Linked DNA regions of Mus musculus: regions 1, 2, 3, 4 and 6 are each linked to region 5. A link is a contact called in public ChIA-PET, HiChIP or PLAC-seq and promoter capture Hi-C data. All regions are on one chromosome and are shown on one strand. Each heading gives the region's core, a stretch centred on a gene start, on an enhancer-like site or on the middle of the called end of the contact. The rest is flanking DNA. Distances are from core to core; before and after follow the strand shown.

What was found. ChIA-PET counts read pairs in DNA pulled down with a chosen protein or histone mark. HiChIP or PLAC-seq counts read pairs in DNA pulled down with a chosen protein or histone mark. Capture Hi-C pulls out chosen DNA fragments and counts their contacts.
Region 1: a Foxp3 HiChIP or PLAC-seq map of regulatory T cells shows a contact between it and region 5, with 6 times the contacts expected there. The contact joins the promoter of Grap2 here to the enhancer-like site in region 5. A contact is called at or near these places in 1 of 39 promoter capture datasets (macrophages), 1 of 484 Hi-C or Micro-C datasets (stem cell-derived cardiac mesoderm) and 3 of 115 datasets of contacts at active chromatin or transcription factors (CD8 T cells, pancreatic cancer cells and regulatory T cells).
Region 2: a contact with region 5 is called in an RNA polymerase II ChIA-PET map of effector CD8 T cells, with 47 read pairs. The contact joins two enhancer-like sites. A contact is called at or near these places in 5 of 39 promoter capture datasets (the 3T3-L1 cell line, 3T3-L1-derived adipocytes, hippocampal neurons and 1 more), 4 of 484 Hi-C or Micro-C datasets (the Ba/F3 cell line, CD4 T cells, bone marrow-derived macrophages and 1 more), 8 of 115 datasets of contacts at active chromatin or transcription factors (CD8 T cells, double positive thymocytes, effector CD8 T cells and 4 more) and 3 of 9 other capture datasets (adipose tissue, liver and pancreatic islet).
Region 3: an RNA polymerase II ChIA-PET map of effector CD8 T cells shows a contact between it and region 5, with 29 read pairs. The contact joins the promoter of Adsl here to the enhancer-like site in region 5. A contact is called at or near these places in 8 of 39 promoter capture datasets (the C10 cell line, the HPC-7 cell line, hematopoietic stem and progenitor cells and 4 more), 1 of 15 datasets of contacts at CTCF or cohesin (pro-B cells), 13 of 484 Hi-C or Micro-C datasets (B cells, the Ba/F3 cell line, CD4 T cells and 6 more), 14 of 115 datasets of contacts at active chromatin or transcription factors (the 230-238 cell line, CD8 T cells, the HPC-7 cell line and 10 more) and 2 of 9 other capture datasets (adipose tissue and macrophages).
Region 4: an HNF4G HiChIP or PLAC-seq map of pancreatic cancer cells shows a contact between it and region 5. The contact joins the promoter of Sgsm3 here to the enhancer-like site in region 5. A contact is called at or near these places in 2 of 39 promoter capture datasets (macrophages and neutrophils), 4 of 115 datasets of contacts at active chromatin or transcription factors (effector CD8 T cells, embryonic stem cells, pancreatic cancer cells and 1 more) and 2 of 9 other capture datasets (adipose tissue and embryonic stem cells).
Region 6: a promoter capture Hi-C map of adipose tissue shows a contact between it and region 5. The contact joins two enhancer-like sites. A contact is called at or near these places in 2 of 39 promoter capture datasets (pre-B cells and stem cell-derived epiblast-like cells), 2 of 484 Hi-C or Micro-C datasets (bone marrow-derived macrophages and nephron progenitors), 5 of 115 datasets of contacts at active chromatin or transcription factors (the 230-238 cell line, embryonic stem cells, memory CD8 T cells and 2 more) and 3 of 9 other capture datasets (adipose tissue, liver and pancreatic islet).

The regions. Positions count from the first base shown.
Region 1 is chr15:80,570,313-80,574,136 of GRCm38.p6, reverse strand. It overlaps Grap2 (GRB2-related adaptor protein 2), which reads right to left and starts at 1,540. Exons shown (of 8, transcript NM_001289442.1): 1 at 1,396-1,540.
Region 2 is chr15:80,894,657-80,898,503 of GRCm38.p6, reverse strand. All of the region lies in intron 14 of Tnrc6b (trinucleotide repeat containing 6b), which reads right to left. Among named protein-coding and RNA genes, the nearest start is that of Mir5113, 43 kb to the left of the region's middle. Within about 2 kb of position 1,458, at least 73 of the 459 cell types and tissues checked have an H3K27ac peak or open chromatin away from gene starts, as enhancers often do. A contact at or near this core is called in CD8 T cells, double positive thymocytes, effector CD8 T cells and 3 more, where this site is marked.
Region 3 is chr15:80,946,666-80,950,420 of GRCm38.p6, reverse strand. It overlaps Adsl (adenylosuccinate lyase), which reads right to left and starts at 1,931. Exons shown (of 13, transcript NM_009634.6): 1 at 1,721-1,931. The coding sequence starts at 1,873.
Region 4 is chr15:80,975,925-80,980,055 of GRCm38.p6, reverse strand. It overlaps Sgsm3 (small G protein signaling modulator 3), which reads right to left and starts at 2,291. Exons shown (of 22, transcript NM_134091.2): 1 at 2,191-2,291.
Region 5 is chr15:80,741,649-80,745,679 of GRCm38.p6, reverse strand. The region is part of intron 1 of Tnrc6b (trinucleotide repeat containing 6b); the gene reads right to left. Among named protein-coding and RNA genes, the nearest start is that of Tnrc6b, 32 kb to the right of the region's middle. Within about 2 kb of position 2,614, at least 108 of the 459 cell types and tissues checked have an H3K27ac peak or open chromatin away from gene starts, as enhancers often do. A contact at or near this core is called in B cells, CD8 T cells, the G1E-ER4 cell line and 12 more, where this site is marked.
Region 6 is chr15:80,913,498-80,917,677 of GRCm38.p6, reverse strand. Tnrc6b (trinucleotide repeat containing 6b) reads right to left here. Exons shown (of 25, transcript NM_144812.3): 19 at 818-994. Among named protein-coding and RNA genes, the nearest start is that of Mir5113, 24 kb to the left of the region's middle. Within about 2 kb of position 1,632, at least 33 of the 459 cell types and tissues checked have an H3K27ac peak or open chromatin away from gene starts, as enhancers often do. A contact at or near this core is called in adipose tissue, where this site is marked.

The DNA of each region.
Region 1 (3,824 bases), core at 291-2,790, 170 kb after region 5:
ATTGAATTGATCGATCACCTCCTTCCCCTCAGCTTCAGTAAAGCCATTTTTAAAAGATGAAAGCTATTACAATTTAGGGAGAATAAGATTACAGTTTACTATGTGGGAGACTCTCTGGGGTTGAGTTTAATAGGGTAGTTTTCTTCAGTGATGTGGGGCTGCCTCCTTTTACAGAAAACCAGAACACAAACACAAAAAAATTCTTAAAAAGGGAATAAGTTAGAAGTTTTTTAAAAACTTGGCATCGAAATATACTACTTGCAGGAGGATCTCTGTGAGTTCGAGGCCAGCCTATGCTACACAGACAGGGCAGACAGGGCTACACAGAGAAACCCTGCCTTGGTGGGGGGGTGGGGGGGGGGAGAGGGAGACACTACTTAATAGTGGCTGCTTCTTTCAAGAGGGCCTCTCTAAAATTATACTATGAATATCAAGCTTTGTAGGCCATGTTGATTCACTAAAAGAGACCAGGTTAAACTAAACGTTCTTTCTGAAATCAAAAATGAAGAAGAAAAAAAAAGGGACCCTATAACAAATTAGCAGTTTATAATAAATGGACCCATATGCAAGGCTCTTCCACTGAAGTTTCTCACCCTCCAACAATGTGTGCTCATCACTGCCTTATCCCTGCGGTGGTTTGGAGACCAAGTAGCCCCCCTTAGTCTATCTCTGGATGAGTACTTCTAATGATATACAAAGTGTTCCATATGCCTTATTAACAAGGCTGCACTTGAGGTTAAGTGGATGCAGTCATGGTTAAGTCAGTGAAAACCTGGTCTTTGCATTCCTTTCTCAGGTTCTGAAACAGATGGGGACAAGAGCAGAAACCAGAGATGGTCTTTAAAGATGCCACACAACTATTAATAAAGAGACAAAGATAGACAACACCCTCTCCTCATGTCTTCCCACGGGAAGTTTTCTCTTATTAAAGGAACTCAGACCAGTGTTCTTCGTAAAGAGAGCAAATGCCGCCAGAACTAGCAGTTTGGAGTTGGTGAAAAAATTGAGCAAGTCCTCAGAGTCTGGGCTCAATTCCCTACCACCTGCCACTCCCCGACTTCACTATTGAAGGGGGATTTTTTTTTCCCCCTCTGGGACCTCAACATCCAAGGTCTTTCCCAGAGATCGCTCTGAAGCCAGTTAGTAGAACTGCCGTTTTTTCCCCCATGGGCCCAGTAAAGACCAAGTTTTCTCTAGTTCGTTTGACAGAAGTTGAATCCAATCCCTACTAACGTAAGCCAACTAGATAAGAAGCCTAGGCTGATGGCTGAAGTATTGCCAGCAAAGTTCAGAAAACCAGTAGGACTAGCTTTCATTAGATTTGGCTTACAGAGAACAGAATCTTAAAAGCGCTCAAGGTTTCCAGAGGGCGTGCACCCACGACGCATGACTTACCTTTGGGACGCGAAGAGGTTGAGTTGAGCGTGTATCTCGGCTTTGACAACGAGTTATTAGAATTGCCTTTTGCCAGTGGGAAGATGCATTCAAATGTCAAGTTTACCGCGCCGCCTCAGCCTACAGGTCTGCCTTGTGCTGGTTTCTGAGCACCACACTGAAGCAGGTCGCAAGCCCCAGATCCATCAATACAGCTTCCTCCTCCCTGCCCCTTGCCCTCCTCCAAGCTCCCCCCCAGCCAGTCTGCAGGCAAACCACACAGGAACTAGCAGACACCCTGCTGCGCAGAGCTGGGCGTGAGCCTCAGATTATGTGGTTTTGTTTTCTAGCTGCTAGAGTTGAACCAAAACGCAGGAGGTTCACCGAAACATGCCTGCTCCTATTCGTTTCAGTTTTAACAAAACCCGCCTGCCCCCAACGCTCACATACACATACGAAAACTTCTGAAAACACGCCTGCCCCCAACGCTCACATTCACACAAGAAAACTTCTGAGTTTGGATATGATCCGGTAACAAGCTGCTGCTGGCCTCAAGGAAAAAGCCTGTTTTCACATCATTCCATCCGGAGAAATGCAAAGGCCACTGGGAAAAAGTTAAAGTCTTCCCTGGTCAATCATGATGTTAAAATCTCAGAGAAACCGCTTGCTAAGTGTAGCCAACCCATTTACATAACTCTTAGCTTGTGATACAAATCTTGACCCAAGAGAGAAGGAAGAAAACAGTGGGAGGCTCTCTAAGCCAGGAGTTCTGTTAGTGACACAGACACACGACACAGACACACACTATGGGGGTTAACTAGCCGATAAGCCAGGGGTTCTAAGTCCAGGCTTGCTATGGTCAAGAGTGCAGATCTTTCCTTGGACCCGTGGGACTTCACGTTCTCTTGAGCAAGCTGGACCCAAGGCTCTCTGACAATTTAAGAATCATCATCTCCCTCAACTTCCCCAGTTCTCACCTCCATATTTCTAACTCTCCCTGCCCCCACACCACCTGCAGCCCGTTGAAGTCTCTCTTCCTTTCTCTTTGTTCTTGTATCTCTTGCACAAAAAGGAGACGCATTTCAACTGGCTAAGCAAGGCCTTTAGAGTTTGGAGGCTGGATCCAAGGAGAAGAGGGACATTTCGGGATACCTCCGGCATGAATCTCTGCATAGTTTTTTCCCCATTTGATTCAATTTGAAGTTCTAAGAGTATAACTTAGACTTCATTCCTGACTTCTGAGGCGGTATCTCATTGCTTCTTTAAATGATAAACTTTACTAAAAAGTTATTTTATTTTAGTTTTTGGTTTGCAAGATAGAGTTTCCCGGAACTTGCTCTGTAGACCAGGCTGGCCTCAAACTCAGAGATGTACCTGCACTACCTCTGAGTGCTGAGATTAAAGGAGTGTACTACCACCACTGGGCTTGAAGATTTATATTTTAAAAACCCTTTTCTCATTATAATCTCTCACTTTTTTTTTGAGACATGTTTTCTTCTGTGCTGTAGCCCAGGCTATGCCTAGAACTCTTTGACTTCCAGCTGCAGCCTCAAGATTTGGGTCCAGCCAGCCCCAATGCTGGGCTATAGATGTGTACTACCATGCCTGCCTGATTATGCATTTTAATTGAAACAGGGAAGAAGGAGCCTGGTATAGAACTGGCACATTACTTTGGTCATAGTAGGTGCTCAGTAAATATTCATCAAATGGGCTAGAAGAAGTAATTTGCATCCTTAGTAATGGGAATGCAATGCCCATGGAGACCAGAAGAGTGCTAGGTCTCCTGAAACCGGGGTAACAGACCACAGTGAGCTGCTCAACGTGAGTCTTTACTGGGTCATTTCTCCAGCTTCTTTTCTTATTAATAAAAGTCTGAGGCCTGGAGAGATGGCTCGGCCGGCTCAGCACTGACTGTTCTACCGAAGGTCCTGAGTTCGATTCCCAGCAACCACATGGTGGCTCACAACCATCTGTAACGGGATCCGATGCCCTCTTTTGGTGTGTCTGAAGACAGCTACAGTGTACTCATACAAATAAGAGTAAACAACTCTTTTTTTTTTTTTTAAAAAAAGACAACTTTAAAAGAAAATTCTGTACAATTTTCTTAAAGCTAAGTTGCTTGTGAACAGGATAGCCACTGTTTTCACATTACAGAGCACTTTAAAGATAACACATCACACTAACACTGGCTTCAGGGTCCCACCTTTGTGATCTAAGTACCTTCTAGGGTCCCATCATTACATGAAACAGCTCCACTGCCAAGTTCCAAGGCTCCAAGAGCCCCTGGTCAGTATCTTTCTCAGTGGCAGTTCCCCAAGTCAGTGACATGGAATGGTTGGTTAACCAGGACCCCCTCAGCTTGCAAGGCTGGGGTGTGGGCAGGAAGGGGAACTGGCGAACAGTTCTATCCAGAGCCCCTTAGAAGGGTTTCAGCAGGTACCCTAATATGG
Region 2 (3,847 bases), core at 209-2,708, 150 kb before region 5:
CCCTGGCTTTGTGAATTGTTTCATATATACTGTATAATTTCATTGTCTGAAATAAAAAAAGGCAAAATTAACCACACATATTTAAAGATGTCTGGATATAGAAAAGGACACCAACACAAGGCAGCATTCTTTTTTTTTTTTTTTTTTTTTGGTTTTTCGAGACAGGGTTTCTCTGTGTAGCCCTGGCTGTTCTGGAACTGACTCTGTAGACCAGGCTGGCTTCGAACTCAGAAATCTGCCTGCCTCTGCCTCCCAAGTGCTGGGATTAAAGGCGTGCGCCACCTGGCAGGCATTCTTATATTTACACTGCACCAGTGCACATGCCCCTTAAGCTGACAGTTTTAGACTCTAAGTCAATACCCAGGAGGTCTTTCTATTTACCCTTGCTTCTTCAGGCTGCAGATACAGCGGCTCCTTACAAGAATTACAAAAGGAGTAACGCCCCTATGCTCCTGGCAAATGGCTGCTCAAACCTAGGATGCAAAGTAATTAAAGTGCAGGTTTGCATATTCCTATTATGGAGAGTTAATTATGCAGGCTTAAAAGCCCTCAGTCTCCAGCTGGGCTGGAGAAAGTGAGTATCTTGAAGCAATCAATATGGCTTTTAACAAAGCAATGCAGGTGGAAAATGGCAGAAATTTAAAGGGATGACAAAAGCCACCAGAATCTTACTTTCTGAATCCTCCAGTGAGTGGAGGGAAAGCAACAGTAGAAACAAAGGCTTTAACAACTCTTCCTTCCTTTTTTTTTCCTGGCTGTGTTGGAAAAAGAACCTAGGGTCTCAAACATGACTTTTCTATCATTGAATGACATTCCTAGCCTTGTAATAAATGTTAAATGTTAAGTTTCAGTGTTTATGCTTTAGAAAAAAATTCTCTAACACTTCACTCTGGACAACTAGGTTTAGAAATAAGGTAGGACCACACGTGGGTCCCCAATAAGGAGGCCAAGGCGGAAGGCTCAGTTTAAGCCAGGATGCATGCCACAGAAACAAAACCTAATATTGATGAAGGTTTTTGTATAAGACTTTCTCTGCAAATTTAGCAAAAAATTAGAAACAATTTAATATCCAATAAAAGGGGAAGAGAGTGTTAAGTAAATCAAGGTAAATGTATTTAATGAAACAAGTTTCTGATAATAATTAACATTGCCAGGTGTGGTGGTATATTCCTTTAATCCCAGCACTGGAGAGACAGAAAAGAAAGAGGATCTAGATGATTTTAAGGCTAGCCTGGGTTATAGTAAGACCCTGTTTCATAATAAAACAAAACCCTACAAACAAAGAATGAGAAACCAGAAGAATGATCAATATGGGCTGGGGCACAGCTCACTTTATGTACCGAGCACACCCCGGGTTCCATCCCAAGAACCAAAGGAGAGGGTGAGAAGACTACTTGGCAACAGAGGAAAACACAGTGTTAACAGTGGTGGGTACAGAGATGAACAGCATGCCTGCACATGCACAACGTCAACGGGATGTGCGCAACACAGCTGTGGTCACCCCTGTGGCTGTGAAACTTGACTCAAGGGGCGGAGGAGGAAGGAAAGACAAGGAAACTTCCGGAGGGTAAGATGGCAAGAGTAGTGGGGAAGCACTGTAAGCTTCAGAGCTTAGCTGGCTAAGGCGCTCTGAAGCACAGAGCCGAGGAAGTAAAGGTCATGCCGCTTGGCAGCCCCAGACAACAGCGGTCTAAATACGACTGGGGTTTTGGGGTCACTTGGTTGGAGAGACATAAGGTATAAGCTGGGTGAGATCACCAAGAACCCTAAAAATGGCAGTAAACACTGCACTGTAGGTGGGTGAGCAAGCCAGGAGAGGATCTGCAGCCAAGGGACATCATGGTGTACTGTATGTTTTACAGCAGAGCTTCACAGATCTTTCTGTCATGCCTAAGCAGACACAAGCTAGGTGCATCTACTTAAATTTAATGATGATGAAATAATAGCTAAATTTCAAGTGTTCCTCTGCTAATAGCTACCAGAGTGGACAATGTGGCTATGAAGAGGACAAGTGTGACTCAGTCTACAGACATCAACACCTGAATGAAGAAGAATGGGGCAGACACAAGAAGGCCCTACACTATGATGGTAGCCTTCTAGGGATTTAGGAACTACATCAGTAGTGATAACAGTCAGAGCCTGGATCAAGATTTTTTTTTTTAAAAAAACGTGTGTGTGTGTGTGTGTGTGTGTGTGTTTGCACATGCAGATGTGTGCCCTTGAGATTCTCAAGGAGCTTATCAAGGTTTCCCAAAGATAACTCCAGTTCTGAAGGGAAAATTTCCTGAACTGAATGTGGCTGTGATGCAGGAGGATCATACTTTAGCTTGTGGGTCTTTGGTGTGAACAACTACAGAATAGGAGCATGTCTAACTGGAATTTTATTATTATTATTATTATATGTGTGTACACTGTAGCTGTCTTCAGACACTCCAGAAGAGGGCATCAGATTTCATTATGGATGGTTGTGAGCCACCATGTGGTTGCTGGGATTTGAACTCCGGACCTTCGGAAGAGCAGTCAGCACTCTTAACCACTGAGCCATCTTGCCAGCCCTTGTTTTGTTTTTAAATCTGAACATATCTAGCAGTATATGACACTGAAAAGAACATGTTGACAGCAGGCACAATTTTGTAACTCTCAATATTAAGGGCACTGAGGCAGATGAGGTCACCTAGTGGTGGCTGTATGCTGTGAAAGGGATGAGAACTGAGCACCAGGACAGTCTGATGATCAGTGCTGAGAGGTGGGAGAAAGGCAGAGAACCACTGTAAGGTGCTCGATCAAGAGCCAAGTGACCTAGGTGTTTCAGAGGGAGGATGGGATGTCAAACAAAGATAGGAGGCAATCTTTCCAAGTGCCACTGCTTTGCTTGTGCCCTTGGGCTAGCCCTGCTCTCTGAAGCTCTGGTCACTCCACCATGTAAACATACTCCATCTTACTTCCAGTGTCATCTCTCAGACTTTTCTGCCATCCCTGAAAAAACTTGCTTAACATTCTATTGTCTACAGTAACCACCACACAAAAACAACCCAGTAAGGTTGGGGTGGAAGGGCAAGATGGAACAGACAGGATGGAGATGGACACATGCAGCTGGGGTTCGGTTCCCAGCACAAAGATCCTGGTGGTTGGTAATTCAAGTTCAAGAGGATCCGATGCCCTCCTCTGGCATCCATGGGCACTGTACATGCACACATTAATTTATCCCACTAACTGCTGCCCAGATCATAGTAATGAACAAGCTTACAAAGTGGGCCTACAGTACAGGATCCAAACTTCTGAAAGGTGCAAACATCGTTTTTGCCACATTCCACTCCTTGTCTATTTGCTTCCCATCCCATTGATAAATACACACATCTCTACCAACCTGTTCACACTAATCATTCACTCAAACCTTTTCTCATGCCAAGTGCCAGCTATTATCGCACCAGTGAGAGGCTTCTGTGATTTGGAAGGCCTCTTTAATGTGGCCATGCATAGAAAATTTAAACTTTCTCTTCAAGACCCAGTTTAAATGTCACTGCTAGTGATGCTTGTAACATTTAATCGAGTGAAACATCACTTTGGTCCCCAGACTTTGTTGACCACCTATGCCATTTATCCCACTAACTGCTGCCTTTCTGTCAGTGTCCTGCCGTACTGGCCTCTTCATCAGCTCTAGGGCTCTCAGAGTAGGAAGCCAGTCAGTATTCCAGCAGGCAGCTCCTCGGAGCTCTACAGAAAAATTCAGAGTCTCATAATTCTGTTTGTTTTCAGGCAGATACTTGAGGGCAATCATTTTTGAATACTGTCACCTCAGAATTTATAAATTTCTTTTAATTAGTCACAATAAAAAACAATATATTAG
Region 3 (3,755 bases), core at 682-3,181, 210 kb before region 5:
TAGTGCTACAGGCCACAACCCCCAGCACTTGGGAAGGAGAAGCAGAAAGATCCTGACTTCAAATCGAACACTGTCTTCAAAAGGAAACTTAGCAGCCAGAGAGCTGGCTCAGCTGCTGTAAGCAGTTGCAAGGGAAGCCTGGAAAACGGAGCTCCACTCTCGGAACTCCTGCAGAGGCGGAAGGAGAGAACCTCTTCCACAGAGCTGTCAGCCAGCTGTGAGCCCCCACCACGCACACACCCATACAAATACACACTTCCCATACCGGAATCTTAAGTATTACTCCTAATCTGTCGTTCCTTTTTTTTTAATATCATGTGTGCCAGAGAAGGCATCAGATCCCCTGGAACTGAAGTTGCAGATGGCTGTGTGCGGCGGCCCCATGGCTGCTGGGAAAGGAAGAGGTCTCTGGAAGAGCAGCCAATGCTCTGACCCACTGAAGTGTCTCTTCAGCTCCTCATCACTTCCCCAACTTCACCAGTCATGCGTGGGGTTTGTGTGTGTGTGTGTGTGTGTATGTGTGTGTGTGTGTGTGTGTTTGAGCCAAGGTCTCAGTGTGCTGTTCTGGCTGGCCTGGAACACGCTATATAGATGAGGTAGGAGGTAGGCCTCAAACTCACAGAAACTCACCTGCCCCTGCTTCCCAAATGCTGGGGGTGGGGTGGGGGTGTTAACACATGTGCTGGGGAGATGGTTCAGCAAATAAGAGTCCTCATTGCTCCTGCAGAGACCTGACTCTGGTTCCCAGCACTCACGTGGCTGCTCAAAAGCACCTGTAACCCCAGTTCCACAGCATCATCTGACCTCCAGTGGCGCCTGCACTCACACAAGCCCATATCCACATGCAGCCACAGAACTACACAGAAAAATAATCCTTTCATGCTAAGTATCACATCTGCCTCTCGCTACTAAGTTGGTGCTCTAACAGATGATCCATATTCACAGCTGTGTATGCGTCAAGCAATTTGTAGACCAGATAAACCTTACACTTCAGTTTCAGCTTGAGGGCACTTACAAGCTAAGGAGACACTGGCAACGGTAGTAGAGACAGAGAAAGGCAGAGAGAGAGAGAGAGAGAGAGAGAGAGAGAGGAAGAAGAAGAGGAGGAGGAGGAAGAAAAAGAAGGAGGAGGGAGGAGGAAGGGAGGGAGGGAGGAGGGACGAGAGGACAAGAAGGCAAGAACACAAGAAACAATTTTGAAGGCACCAAATAAGCTTTCCCAAAGGCAGAAAGCAACCAACAGGCCGACCTAGCTGTGATGCCCATGAACTACAACAACCAGCCCGGCATAACAATCCTAAGGGTGCATTTCGTGGTGGTTATGCCCTCCTCGTGCTCATGCGAAAAATGACCATCAAGTTTGCAACGTACTTTTTAAAAGAATAATCTACTTGTTTTCTGTGTGTGTGTGTGTGTGTGTGTGCATGTGTGAGCGCACAGAAGTCGAAGGACAACTAATAGAAGTCAGGTTTCGCCTTTCTCACCATGCTGAACCCGGCTCAAACTCATGTCGGATAGCTTGGCGGGAAGCGCCTTTCCCCCTGAGCCTGCAAAGGTATAAGTAGCATTCCACTTGAAATGCGCTGTGGGAGGACGCAAACACACATAGCCTTGCCCAAACCGAAGTCCTCCAAAGGATGTGCAGGGCTCTGGGACTGTTGCCGAGGCAACAGGTGCTCGGGCCGTGACCTCCCTCGGGACAAGAGGCCCGGCCAGTTACCTGTTCGGCCTCCGCCAGCCACAGCCACAGCTGCCGCCACGTCTGGAACTTGTACCTGTCGCTGAACAAGAAACACATCTCGCGGCTGGCGTAGCGGGCCGCCAGCGGAGAACGGTAACTTTCAGCACTGCCAGGGTCGCCGGATGCAGCCATTTTCAACACGCGACCAGGACGCGGCGGACACCAGCAGCAGGGCCAAAAGCGGAAGGGTGGCGTGCGTGGGGCGGGACTTCCTCCCAAGGCCCCGCCCCGTGTGTAACGCCGGCCTGGAAGGCGAAGATGGTTCAAGTTTGGCTCGTCGCCCCTGAGGGTCAACGCTTTTCTCTTGGTTTCTACGAATCTCTGCCCCACGCTGTGCCTCCTCAGTTTTTCCATCTGAGGAAGGCACATTAAGACCCGCGTTTAACCCAGAAAGGAAAGTTGCAGAGGCATTCGGAGGGACGCCAGGAAGGCGCCCTAGTGGACACTTGGAGTACTGCAGTCCCGCTGGAGACAGGCTCAGCTGGAGACCGAAACTCTTAAACCGCGGTGCTGGTTCCGATCTCCGGAAAGCAGCCTGTCAGAATTATTCCACGCGTGGTGGCTCGAGAACAAAAAATTCAAAGTTTTTGTATCAGAATAAAGCTGAAAATAGCATACATTAAAAAAAAATAGCCGGGCGTGGTGGCGCACGCCTTTAATCCCAGCACTCGGGAGGCAGAGGCAGGCAGATTTCTGAGTTCGAGGCCAGCCTGGTCTACAAAGTGAGTTCCAGGACAGCCAGGGCTATACAGAGAAACCCTGTCTCAAAAAAAACAAAAATAAAAAAATAAATAATAATAATAATTTGAGGTCAGCCAGGTCTCCAGAGCGAGTTCCAGAACAGCCAGAGAAAACCTGTCTACAAACAAACAAACAAACAAACAAACACAAAACAGAAAACAAAAAGCCTCGTCCAGCAACATAAAGAGACCCACACGAGGCATGGTACATTAGATCTGAACACTGCTCCCTCTTCCCCACACAACCGCTCCTTAGTGTCTCCTCTTCCTGAGCTTAAGACTTAGCTGTTGCCAGAATAGTTTGTACATCAGATAAACCTACCAGACACCTGCGCCCAAGGTCCTCGATTGGATTGGAGGCTGTGGGCCGATGTATGCTGAAAAGAACGTGTTCCTGGAACTTTGTACTCTGGACTGATTCGGGGGTATAGTTGCTTGGATATGCTGTAGCAGCTCACTGTTCTCTTCCACAGAGATCCTTGCAGAGCCAATCCTTCCCAGGCTCCAGGCTCCAGGCTCCAGGCTCCAGGCTCCAGGCTCCAGGCTCCAGGCTCCAGGCTCCAGGCTCCAGGCTCCAGGCTCCAGGCTCCAGGCTCCAGGCTCCGTAGTGCTCTCTCCCGACTCTGCTTCACTTGGCCTCTGGTTACTTTTCCTCATTAAACCGTAGCTTCAGCTGTTAGCTTTCTACTTGGTCCTGTTTCCTTTTCTGACTTTATTTTTGCGAGACAGAGTGATACACTGTAGCCTTAACTGGCCTGGGACTCACTATGTAGAGATCTGTCTGTCTTTGACTCCTGAGTGCTCAGATTAAAGGCATGGGTCACCAGCCCAGGTGGTTTTGTGGTGGTTGTTGTTTGGTTTTTGTTTTTTAATGCATGGACTTCTGCTAAATATCATCAGCTACCTTAGTTCTGGTTACTGTGGAGGCCCCTGCTTTTTGGCTTGTCTCCTCACTAACCACTCCCAGCAACTCCATGGATGTCGGTCCAGTCCCTTTGGCAAGTTATTTAATCTCTTGGCAGTTAGAATTCTTGCCTGAAAACTATGGCTGATGCCCCCAGGGGCACAGTGAGGTAAGAAGACAAGCAAAGCCAAGTAGTGGCAGCACGTGCCTTTAGTCCCAGCAATCGGGTAGCAAAGGCAGTCATCTGATCTCTGTGAGTTCGAGGCCAGCCTGGTCTACAGAGCGAGTTCCAGGCAGCCAAAGCTACACAGAGAAACCCTGTCTTGAGAAGAAAATGCTGGATCTCTGACTGGGACGAAGGGCCCAACCA
Region 4 (4,131 bases), core at 1,042-3,541, 230 kb before region 5:
TACTGCAAATAGAAGCCACACTCCTGTGTCTAACTTCTCCCACCTAGCTGTCCTGTACGGATTTCCTGTCCGAGTTTGTGTTATATGCAATGACAAACAGGATCTTTATTTCTTCTGTGTACCACCCTTTGTGCTAGTCCCACTTCCTTATGACAGTCTGAGCCCATGAATGGCTGCTATGGAAAATTACTGCTGTTACCCGCTGAATAACAGGCAGAGTCTGGAGAACACGCTGATGAATCTTATGTTAAGTCACCAAATCTACAAGGTTTTGGGCTTCTGCCATATCTTCATTGAGAACAAAGAAGAAATAAGGAGAAAACACAAACAGAGAACATTTTGTCTGACTCTGAGCCAGCAGGATGCTCTTGCAGTCCCTCCAGGCACAGGAAGACAGCCCTGCAACAGCAGAGTTCTCCTCAGTCTCTTTCTCAGAACTTCCCTCACTTCCATGACATGCTACCCCAGTTCATCCGTCTGTCAATGTGACAAGTTCCCAAATTCACAAAGAAAGAGGGTGAACACATTTTTATGTGGTGGCAACTACTTGCTCACAACCTTCTTCTTGCTAGGAACTAAACAAAAGGTTTACTTTTGTCAACCAGCACTGTACCCAAGCCACATCCAGGACTCCCCACAGTCTTATTAAATTAATGTTGATCCAGGGGTCATATACACCAGCCAAAACACCTCCCCTCTACCATAGACCACACATATCTGTGGTTAAAAAGGACAGGGAGTTGGATGTGTTGACACATGCTTTAATCCCAACATCTACGAGTCAGAGAAACAGAAAGATCACTGAAGACCAGCCTAGTCTACACAGAAAGCTTCGGGCTAGCCAGGGACAAACAACACCAGCAACAATCAGGGGTGGAGCCATAGCTCTACGGTTAAGAATGAATACTGCTCTAGCAGAGAAGTCAAATTTGGTTCTCAGAACCCATAACAATCTCACCGCTGTTCTAACTCCTGGGGATCTAAAGCCATCTTCTGACCTTTGCAGGTCATGCACTCATGAACACACACACATTTAAAAAAATTAAATTTTAAAAGTTTAAAACCAATCAACCAATCAACCAAAAAACCAAGATGAGATAATGATGAAGAAGCTACATTAAGGATTTGGGGACAGCTCAGTAGTGGAGGGAGGCCCTGGGTTCCATATGGAATAATCAACAACAACAGTAGCAGCAGCAGCAGCACACACATAGGTCACGGGGAACAGAGTATGGGAAACTGATCATTAATGCTTGGAGTCAGAAGAAAGCTGGAGGCTAACAGAGGGCTTAAGGGGGAAAAGAACCAGGAACTGTGCGTGCCTGAAAACTCAGTCACCAGCACAGTCAGAAAAGCTACAAAGAAAAAAAGATGAAACTGAAAAGTAGTCCGGTTGAAGATGTGAATTTGGAGGCTTGAGAGCGCACACCTTCAGTTCGGCACTTGGAAAGCAGAAGCAGGCAGAGCTCGGAGTCTGAGGCCAGCCTGGGCTACAAACATGAATTTACCTAGAAAGATTTCTTTTAAGGAACCGGATAGACAGACAGACAGACAGACAGACAGATAATACCCACTCCCCTGTCATCTCTAAAAACTCACCACCAACACCAACAAAAACCTAAACAAAAACAAAAACAAACCCACCATAGCCCATCATAAATTTCCTATGCATCATGAGACGGGAAGACACGGCACAATCTGTCACTGACAAGGAAACTTTAAAGCATCTGTATTTCCTATTACTGCCCTATGAAAGCAGTCGGGACCCACACCTAAATCTCAGGGTAATTTCAGGACCTCTAACCGGAAGCACACGAGGCGACCCCTGCCTACACGTCCGCCTCAGTTTCCCCGCTGCTAACACTCGGCCTAGGCACTGAACCCGAGTCTTCCAGGGGAACAGCTAAGTCGGCTCTGAGGGAGAGTTGCCACCTGCCGAGACGCCCGCCGCTGCGTCAGGCGCAGTTCCTCCGGGTCGCCGGGAGCCGCCGGAGGGGGTGGGTCTGTCACTGTCACGCGCGTCCCGGGTCGCCGTGGGAGCAGCCACGCCGCGGCGGCTCGCCGCCCCCGCCTGAGGCGGCGCCTTCCCCGCCGCCTTCCCCTCAGCCCGTACCCCGCGGCCTCCACTCAAGAGGCAGGTGAGCGTCCCCCTCGCCGGCCCGGAGACTCGGAGACTCGCGCACCGCTCACCTGTCTCGCGGCCACCTCAGCACCTCGGCAGGTCAGGCTAGCAGCTGCCTCCTAGTCGGCGCGCACTGCTGCCCTTCTGCGCACGCGCGGGCCGCAGAGCCGGTGGCCGTGGGGCATGCTGGGGGCTGTAGTTTCGCGGGAAGACTGGCCCATCCCAGGTTCCAGGCGTCCTTTAGAGGTAGGTACCCCAGGCACCCGGTCTGTGATGCAAGCAACTCGTGGTTGTTTGGGAGCAGTCAGGATGGAGTCAGTGCACAAGTCCAGAAACTGGTCTTCTCTTTCAGGCTCACAGAGCTGGCTTCTAGACCAGATTAATCTAGTTTTCCATCAGTCACAGGCCCTGGGGAAAGCAGTAATTGATTGAGGTCATGACTAAGAAGGAAGCGGTGTGTGGAACCTGAGCACCTGCTTTTGAGTCACTCGTAACATTTTGCGCATCCATAAAAACCCGGAACTTACGGTTTCCGTGAGAACTCAATGTGTATGGAAAACGTTTAAACACAGCACCAAAGAACAATCCAGAAAGATGGCAGCTGACACTGTCACTGCTGGCAAGGAATCTAATCTGAACCCGCCCCCCCCCCCTCCCTCATTTCAGAAAGGCTATCAACAGCATTAAAGGGACATCTCAGCCAAATCTGAAAAGACACTGACTGCGACCAACACCGGTTTGAAGTGTTGGTTCGTACTTGTGCCCAGGTCAATGAAGCAAACTCTACAAACCGCAAGGTGGACTCAGTCATGACCTGGCCGTACAATAAACAGCTTACAAAGCACATTAGCAGGTTTTTCACATCACCCAAGCACAGGAATGGGCTGAATGCAGAATGAATGTTATTCTCATTTGTTTCAAAAATTCCTTCCCTGAGAGACTTAAATATTTACCAGATCCTTATAAGGTGCCAATGACGAATCGAAGTACGATCTCAGCAAAGTTCAACCTGGAGAGCCAATGAATCTGTTAGGCTTACTTACAGAGCATAGATGATAGATTGCATACAGGAGCATGGGTAACATGCAGCCATACTGCCGTCTTCACCCGAAATGGAATATGGCTTCCCCACAGCTCAGGAGGACATGGAGCCCCTGAAGCATATATGACCCGGCGCATCCAGAGATTTTTGAGGTCATGTGCAATTAGGGTAGAACTGCCTCCAATGGCTGTGAGGAGCAGCTGTAATCTCAAGTCTGGGGTGGGAAGGGGCAGACAGTTGCCCTCTTCAGTCCCTCCTTCTATGAGGGAACGCCAACAGTCAAAAAAGCCCCACGGTGGTGACTGCTAGCAAACAGGCACGGCTGACTTTCTGACGGAAGTGTTTAGAGAAGGACCCGGATGGAAATAACAGGAGCTAGGAAGTGGTAACATGGAATCTGTGTTGATTACCTAAGTAGTCTGTTTGTCTTTTCAGTCACAGCACCCTTTTAATTTGTGTGACTCATCCCCAGCACACACATTAAAAATTGAAAGATGCATGTGTTTTATTGTATGTGTATTAGTGCTTTGCCCACATGAGTATACATGTACCATGGTGCCTGGCGCTTGAGGAGGCTAGAACTGGAGTTACAGATGGTCCTGAGTCACCACGTGGAAGCTGGGATTGAACTCAGGTCCTCTGTTAAAGCAACAAGTGCTCTTAATCACTAAATCACTGAGCCAACTCTAGCCCCTCAGTTTTTGCGTGTGGTTTTTGTTTTTTTGATTTTTGTTTGTTTTTGTTGTTGTTGTTGTTTGTTTGTTTGTTTGTTTGTTTGTTTTCGAGACAGGGTTTCTCTGTGTAGCCCTGGCTGTCCTGGAACTCACTTTGTAGACCAGGCTGGTCTCGAACTCAGAAATCCACCTGCCTCTGCCTCCCAAGTGCTGGGATTAATGGTGTGTGCCACCACTGCCCGGCTCAGTTTTCATGTTTTAACATGGTCTCTTCACATACCTTTTGCTGACCT
Region 5 (4,031 bases), core at 1,365-3,864:
TTTGGTAAGATGTCCAACAAACATGCTGAAGCGAACCCCAACTGCATCCTGGGAATTTAATACACAATGCTGGCAGTTCCCCCATCAAATGGCACTGGGTATAAAGTTAAAGAAGCTGCCTGCACCTTCAAGACAGATCTGGTTCTTCTGGAAGACTCAGGGCTACATAGTTACATGCAACCCTTGGCATTTCAGAGAATAGTCAGATTCTTCAATTTGTTGTCAGTCTCTGATTATTGAGAGAACGACACTGTCTAATCTTAGTTCTTTACTCTGATGAGTTTCTGCCCAGGCTGATCTTTCTAGATCTATCATCAGTCCAAATTCTACACCAATGTCATAATGTAGCTCATTATTACATACACTCTTGACAGAAAACTTAAGGTGGAGATGATAACCAAAGAGGTGGGTCCTTTTTCTGTTTCATTGTCATCTTAGACACTTGCTGACATTTAATGAGGACAAAAAGACACTATGGCAGAGGATAGATAAGCAAGGGAAACTAGGTATTTTTTTCCAGATGCATATTTTCCTTAAAAGGGACAGAGTATCTCTGCACTACTAGGATCAAGTGACTGTGCCACCTTAGTCTCCCAAGTAGCTGAGATTACCTGGGTGCTCGATCAGGCCTGGCTTCCAGGTATTCTCAAACTGGGTTTCTCAAAAAAAAAAAAAAAAAAAAAAAGCTTCTTTCTTGCTCTGAACCAAGTACTGGCATATTGAAGATAAGCATAGACACTGATTATTCTAAAAGCTTACGTTATCTACAGCAGTATTTTTCTTCTAAGAGATGAATACCAGGAAAATGCCTTCAAATGACTATTTTTAAATGCTCAGAAGTAATCTAATCCTACCACCTGGTCATGCAGTGTTAGGGTGGTCAGCCACCAACCCCAGCAGTCCCCTCTACTCTCTTACGGAACAACCAGAGTAATCTTGGGACTTAGAATGAGATTCTGAAGACCTTAGACTCATCCATCCCCAGGTTTTGCCAAACTGAAATAGACTACAGTCAAGTATTTAACGAAACTCACACAATGTAATTACAGCTAAGTGTTTCCTAGAGAATATGGCAAGCTGAAAGGCATATATATTCAACAAATGACACTTACTTTTCTAGTATCACCTCTGATGTGACAGGGTTTTAATTTTCAAACTTAACTATTCAGTGTGATTCATTTTAATTCTCAGTTTAAAAATTCAAGCAGCACAGAAAAAAAGCCCTTGATCACTCAGTCTCTTCCCTCACGACCCTCCTTAGTTCTCCCTGCTGTCACCAGCATTTCTCTAGTATCATCTTGGAATGCAGACTGTTAAGGAATATACTATACTCCAACATTGTACAAGCAACAAACAAAAAACAGCCAAATAAAACCACCAAAACAACAGCAAAAGGCAACAGCACACATTTCTGTAACTACATATTTGCTTGGTTTATTTTCTGAGATAGGGTTTCGCATGACTCAGTCTGGCCTGCTCTCCATCAGGGACCTTCAGTTTCTGATCCTCTTGCTTCTAACCTCCCAGTTGCTGGGGACTGAACCCAGGACTTCATTTTTGTTTTTGTTTTCCGAAACAAGAGTTTTTCTGTGTAGCCCTGGCTGTCCTGGAAGTTTTTTTCTTTTAATTTGAGTGAGGGTGTCACTATATAATCTAGGCTGGCCTTGAATTTGTGGTCTTCCTGCCTCAACTTCCTAACGCAGCTTGCATTTGTAGTTCCAATGTCCCTATCTTTTGTTCACAAATGTAACTACCACCTCTGTGCTGACGATCCCCAAAGCCAGTGCTGAGCGTTCTTACCAGCCAGAATCAGATGCATTGCTGCCTACGCCAACAGCCTTTGCTACCTCCTGTGCCACCGGTGCCTAAGACTCAGTGCAACTACAACTCAAACATCCTGTCCCCAACAGGTGTTTCCCCTCTACCTCATCCGAAACAACATCACCCCCTCAGATCAGAAATCTGACATCATCAGCTCCTTCCTAGCACCAAAGCCTATCAATTCTAATCAGTGTGTTCTTCTTACATATGTCTGCTGCCACCGACTTTGACTTCATCCATTTTAACTAGTTTCACTAGTTTTTAGAATTTGGTTTTCTTAGCCTCAATACCCACTACCTTTAACATAAGAATGATATTTAGAAAGTACAAACTCTTGAGTAAGAAAATATAATCTCTACTCCATGCTATACCTGGCCTAGTACCTGCTGAGTTCTCCTGTTTTATCTTACAAAGCTACACTGTATTCAATTTCCCTAGAGCACCCACAGTGGTTTCATGTGCCTTTGTGCAAGCTATTTCCTCTTAGAAGTACCCACAGGCCAAACTTCTCAACTTGAAGACAGACGCAGGTTAGGCAATCTTTTCTGTGAAATCCCTGACACCATCTTACCTCACAGGCAATCTCAATGTGTCCTCCTTCTGAGCTAGTAAACTGTACATGCACTCCTCCCCAGGCTTCCTTCTGTGTGGACTACTGCTTATAAGCTCTCTGAGGTCTGGCATGTGTTACACTTTCAATAAGAATGTCCCCATAGGCTCATAGATCTGAATGCTTAGTCATCAGGGAGTGGCATTGCTTGAGAAAGATTAGAAGGTGTGGCCTTGTAGATGTGTCACCTGGAGACAGGCGGGCTTTGAAGTTTCAAAGGTCGCAGTCAGGTCCATGCCTCTAGATCAGGATGTAGGTAGACCTCTCAGTTACTTTTCCAGCACCACGTCTGCCTGTGTGCCACCATGCTCCTTGACATGATGACAATGGGACAAACTTCTGAATCTGTAAGCAAGCCCCACCTAAATGCTTTATTTTGTCAGCCTTGGTTGTGGTTGGTGTCTCTTCACAGCAATAGGACAGTAACTAAGAGAGTCTGCATCAGAGGGATCACTTAATACTTCATTAGTATTATTAAATACAGAGTCTGCCCAAGAGACATTCTCAATAAATCCTTATGTGATCGACACACATTTTTAAGGAAAAATAAACTCAACTCAATACAATATTCTGACTTAACTCATGTAAGGATTCTACTCACACATCTCTTTAAAAACAAACAAACAAAAAACAAAAAAAACAAAAAAAACCCCTATAGTATATCAGGGCAGCATGCTATCCCCATGGAACTTACAGTAGTAGAGGGCACCTTGGGACTGGTACAGAAGAAGCCTAGAACCTGCTATGTAAAACAAGCTGTTCTAGACCCACAAAGATCCACCTGCCTCTGCCTCCCACACCTGGCTATAAAACTCTGGCTTTAAAACCTCAGTTTTACTCTACTATCTGGGAAAATCCGGAAAGACTGCTTGGTGTAGGGGACAGTCTCAAGCAGGAATGATGAGAAAAACAGGTATCCCACCTTGGGCTACTAAGCCTGTTTGTTCAATTGTATGTGTTCTAGGCTACCTCCAGGACAGTTGGTCAATTCTTAAGCAAAGGGCTTGAGAAAACAGGACTGCCTTCTGACAACCTAAACACAAGCAACTGTGCTCACCCTCATCATTAATTCTGTTTATTTGAGTTCCTTGAGGCAAGGTTTGCTGCATGCACCAGGCTGACCTTCAAAGTCACATCATTCTCTTGTCATTTGCTTTCCAATGCTGAGATTACAGCAAGAGCCACATCATACAAGGCTCTGTGTGTGCACTTTGTTCAGGATATGTAAGCAATCTACCAGCTGGGCTACATCCTGTTCCCTTGGTTTTGTTTTTTGTTTTTTGAGAGGCAGGTCTCACATAGCCCATATTGGCCTCTAACTCATTGTGATCCTCCTGTCTCAGACTCTGGAGTACCTGGATTATGGGTATATGCCACCGTGCCCAATTGTTGGCAAGTTGTTAAATGTACACTGCCTCTGAGATAAACCAGTGAACTGGACATTGATATGGATGATAACGAGGCAAATAACCATGAAAAAAAATCTCACCAAATACACAGCCTGCCACTCACATCACACAGAAGTTCACAGAACGTACAGAAAGTGGAGGGGCAACCTATGACACCGTCAGAAAGAAAAACTGATTCCAACTGAAAATGA
Region 6 (4,180 bases), core at 383-2,882, 170 kb before region 5:
TATTAGAGGAAGCCAGGTTGTAAGGAAAAGTAGGTATGGCCTAAGGAAGCAAGGCCATAATAAAATGAAATATAATAAGTGACCATTATTTCTCAGTCTGTCTGGGGATAGTTGGGAATAATTTAACTGCTCGTGAGAAAACCTAGACTATATATGAAGGCTTATCCTGTGTTTACTGATTGGTTGAAGCTATATTTAAAGCTACATGTAATATTAACCTCTAATTGTGTTGAGAAGATTGTATTATATGTATAATTGTATTATATGAACAAGAGGCATTATTTCATTTCACTCTAATAAAATGTAGTTATATACATTTATGTCAGAATTATATGTGAAGAGAAGGATAATTACTGACTTTTATTAAATTTTCTATAATGAAAACAGAATACAGAGACAGAGGGAGGGGACAGAGGAAGGAGAGAGCAAGGAAGGGAGAACGAGAGAGAGATGAATCTTACCAAACTCATCACTGTACCTGGGGAGATAGATAAACGACAGATCTGACTAATGAGCGTGTCAATCAATTCAATGCCACTTTAAAAGAGCTAATCTTCCAAGGAACTCTACATACAGGATAAATGCCAAAGCCTAGCTACAAGGCCACCTCCTTTCTCCTTAACTCCCATTTCTTGAAGAACTTTACTTTTCTCGTGGCACACGTTTCAAGGTTCAGGCCTTACCTTTATCAGACAATAACTACTAAATGCAGAAAAGAAAGCATGGGCCTTCCTCAGTACAGTGAGCTGTACAAGAGGTGTGTTCAGAGCCTGAATGTCATTGAACTATTCTAGGAAAGGCAGTTTATGAACAATACCTGGAGGCCAACTGGCATTGCTGGATTTACTTCCGATTTTATTAGTCGGTGGAGATTTGGCAGGTAACCAGCTATCACCAGCAGGACCCGTATGGCCACCCAGTGTGTCACCTGGGATTATATCAAACTGGTTGTATGGTGAACCTCCTCGGGTCTTACCAGGGGCCACTATAGCGCCTGAGAAAAGAAAGAAATAATTGACTAAGAGAGAGCGCCAGGGGTAGAGAGTTGGCTCAGAAGTTCAGACCACTGGCTGTTTTTCAGAGGGCCCAGGTTTGATTCCAACACCTACATGGCAGCTTCCAGCTGTCTGAAACACCAGTTCCAGGGGGTCTGATGCCCTCTTATGACCTGTGTTGGGAATAGGCATGCACATGTGCACAGACATACAAGCAAACTAAAAACCACCCACCCACACAGGAATAAAGAACTTTGGGCAACCATTAATAAAAGCACGGCCGTGATGACTCGGCTCACCTCTCTGAGCTTCTCCATTTCTCACCTAAGCCCACACGAGTGTTCTCATTCTAGAAAAGCCCTTTCAATCTGAAATTCTATAGTCCTATAAAACCAGTGAAACATATACAAAAGTACAAAGCACAGTATCTAAGAGATTTCTAAGCTAATTATTCAAAAGTAAAAAATGAGAAGAACTGAACAAATTTAGAGTCTTGGACAGTTTTAAGTGATCTTTCTATTGATGCTTCTTAACCCAGCTCTTAAAGGCTGGTTGAGCTTGGGTTATCTGGAATTGGCAGTGTGCAGAGTCCACTGGAGAGAAAGCCATCTACAACTGCTTTAAATTCCAAGGCAATGAAGTGGAATTCCTGCACAAGGTCTTTGCCAGCACGCCAGCAATGAACTGCATTTCTGAGCCCAGGGCCTCACATACAGAAAAGAGAAAATCCTCTGTCACTGTGTTCCCAAGGGTATTCCTGTGGCTTTGTTAGTAGCTCCTTGAAGCATTTTCATGGAGGAAAAGTTGAAAGCTTAACGTTCATTAAGTAAAAAATAGCCATAATTTTTTTACTTTAATTTGAGCATAGTCTTAGAGTGGTGAATCATGAGCACATAGAATGATTTTCAGGATAATAAAATGCTTATATAAATACTGAGTAAGCAATCTGTTTGGTTTAGACTAAGGGAATATTATTAGTGTCTCCATCCTCTAAGAGGACATTTGCTTTTCTGTGGACAGTGTGGCTCACACCCTGAGGTACAGCACAGTGAGGTAGTGCAGAATGAAATGCTCAATTATCTTGGGGATTGACTGCCAAGGAAATGGGAAAACATGATCTACATTTTCTGATAAGGAAAGAGGATACTGTACTGAGGTATCTTTTAGCATGCCATTTTATTTATATTTATTATCCAGACCTGGCAAATCACTAGCCTGAGGAAGTTATTAAAGTGCCCAGAGCTATGGATGACCCAAGACTAGGGTTACTCAGTCCATAAAACAGCCTTTATAATTTCAGTAAATTATTCTTGATTTTGATCATGCTTAATGGGACAGGCAGAGAGCTCTGGGTGGCTTCTTTCCCAGTCTCTGCATGGGGGTTATTAAAGAAGTTTTATAATGGGCTTATTAAAGAGGGTTTATAACAGAAACCTGAATGAGCTGGCTGGGTTAAGACTGCTGAGGCTCTGCAGCAGGAACACCAGACACTTATCTATATTGATTCTCATGGAGACAACTCTGAATCCAAATGAAATATTGACAAATGAAACAAGCATTGCATTGAAGGCTGGAAGAAGGTCTAGACTTCTTATCTGTTTTCTAGGGAAATGAAGAAGCTCTGAAAGGAAATGATGGACAGGCAAGGCTAATCCAGTATGACTCAGATGCTGTCTGGAGGGACACTAACTCACAGAGAACAAGGGGCTCTGAACAAAGTTTAAACCTTAAGAATTCTCATCTATGCCGGGCATGGTGGCACATGCCTTTAATCCCAGCACTTGGGAGGCAGAGGCAGGCAGATTTCTGAGTTCGAGGCCATCCTGGTCTACAGAGTGAGTTCCAGGACAGCCAGGGCTATACAGAGAAACCCTGTCTCGAAAAAACAAAAACAAAAAACAAACAAAAAAAGAATTCTCATCTACTAGCAATCTTTTGAAGCTTAGGGAATCTTTCTTCTTTTTCTGAGACAGGGTTTCACTACATCTTCCAATACAACCTTGAACTAAGTATAGCTTATGCTGGTTTTTAACTTGCATGTACAACAATACCCAGGTCAGGGCAGGAGTTTTCAAAAATCTGATACTGATCTCTGAGCTCCCAAAAAGCACAGAGCCAAGAATTTGAGATTAGCACGGACCACAAATTCTCAGCTAACCAAACCAACCAACACCTCAGCAAGAGGATTCTGTTCTCTCTCTCTCTTTTTTTTTGTTTTTTGTTTTTTTGAGACAGGGTTTCTCTGTGTAGCCCTGGCTGTCCTGGAACTCACTTTGTAGACCAGGCTGGCCTCGAACTCAGAAATCAGCCTGCCTCTGCCTCCCATGTTCTCTTAAGACACTTAAATAGGGCTTTAATCTTATGGGTGCACAATAACTATTCTCAATCCCATGGGAAGTGGGACGTTATGCCAGCCTTAATTAGAACCCTTTAAATGCCTTGAAAGATGAATTAAGCCAAACCTTCCTCTGATAGGTGATCATAAGACTTAGGGAAAATAACCAAGAGACTCATTACCAAAAGCTAAAGATTTGTGCTTAAAAAATAAATAAATAAAAATTCACAAAAGGGAGGGCTATAGAGATGGCTCAGTACTTAAGAGCACTGGCTGCTCTTCTATAGAACATAGGTTTGCTTCCCAGCACCCACATGGTGCTTAACTGCAGTTCCCAGCAGTCCAACACCCTCTCTCGGTCTCTGAGGGTATTGCATGCATGTGGTGCACAGACATACACAAAATATGCATACACATAAGAGTTAAAAAAATCATAAAAGAAGGCATGGTAGTATACACTGTTAATCTCAGGACATAGGAGATGAAGGCAACAAAACTTGTTGAGTTCAAGGCAGTATGGGCTACAAGACAGTGCAGTTATTCTTTTACTTAACTAAATAACATTTTTTGGGGGACAGGGTCTCTTTATATTGGTCTGGAATTTGCTTGACTTGAACTCAGAGAGATCCACCTGCCTCTGCCTCCTTAGTGGTGGGATTATATACTAAGCCTGCCTGAGATATTGCCTTAAAAGTGTGGTAGGACATGCCTTAATGTCTTCACTGTGGAGGCTGAGGTAGGAGGTTTCTGGGAGTTCCAGGCCAGCCTAGAATTCAGAGAAAGACCCAGTCTCAAAAAGGAAACACACACACACATACAAAAGCCAACAAAACATGCAGAATACTTGGTC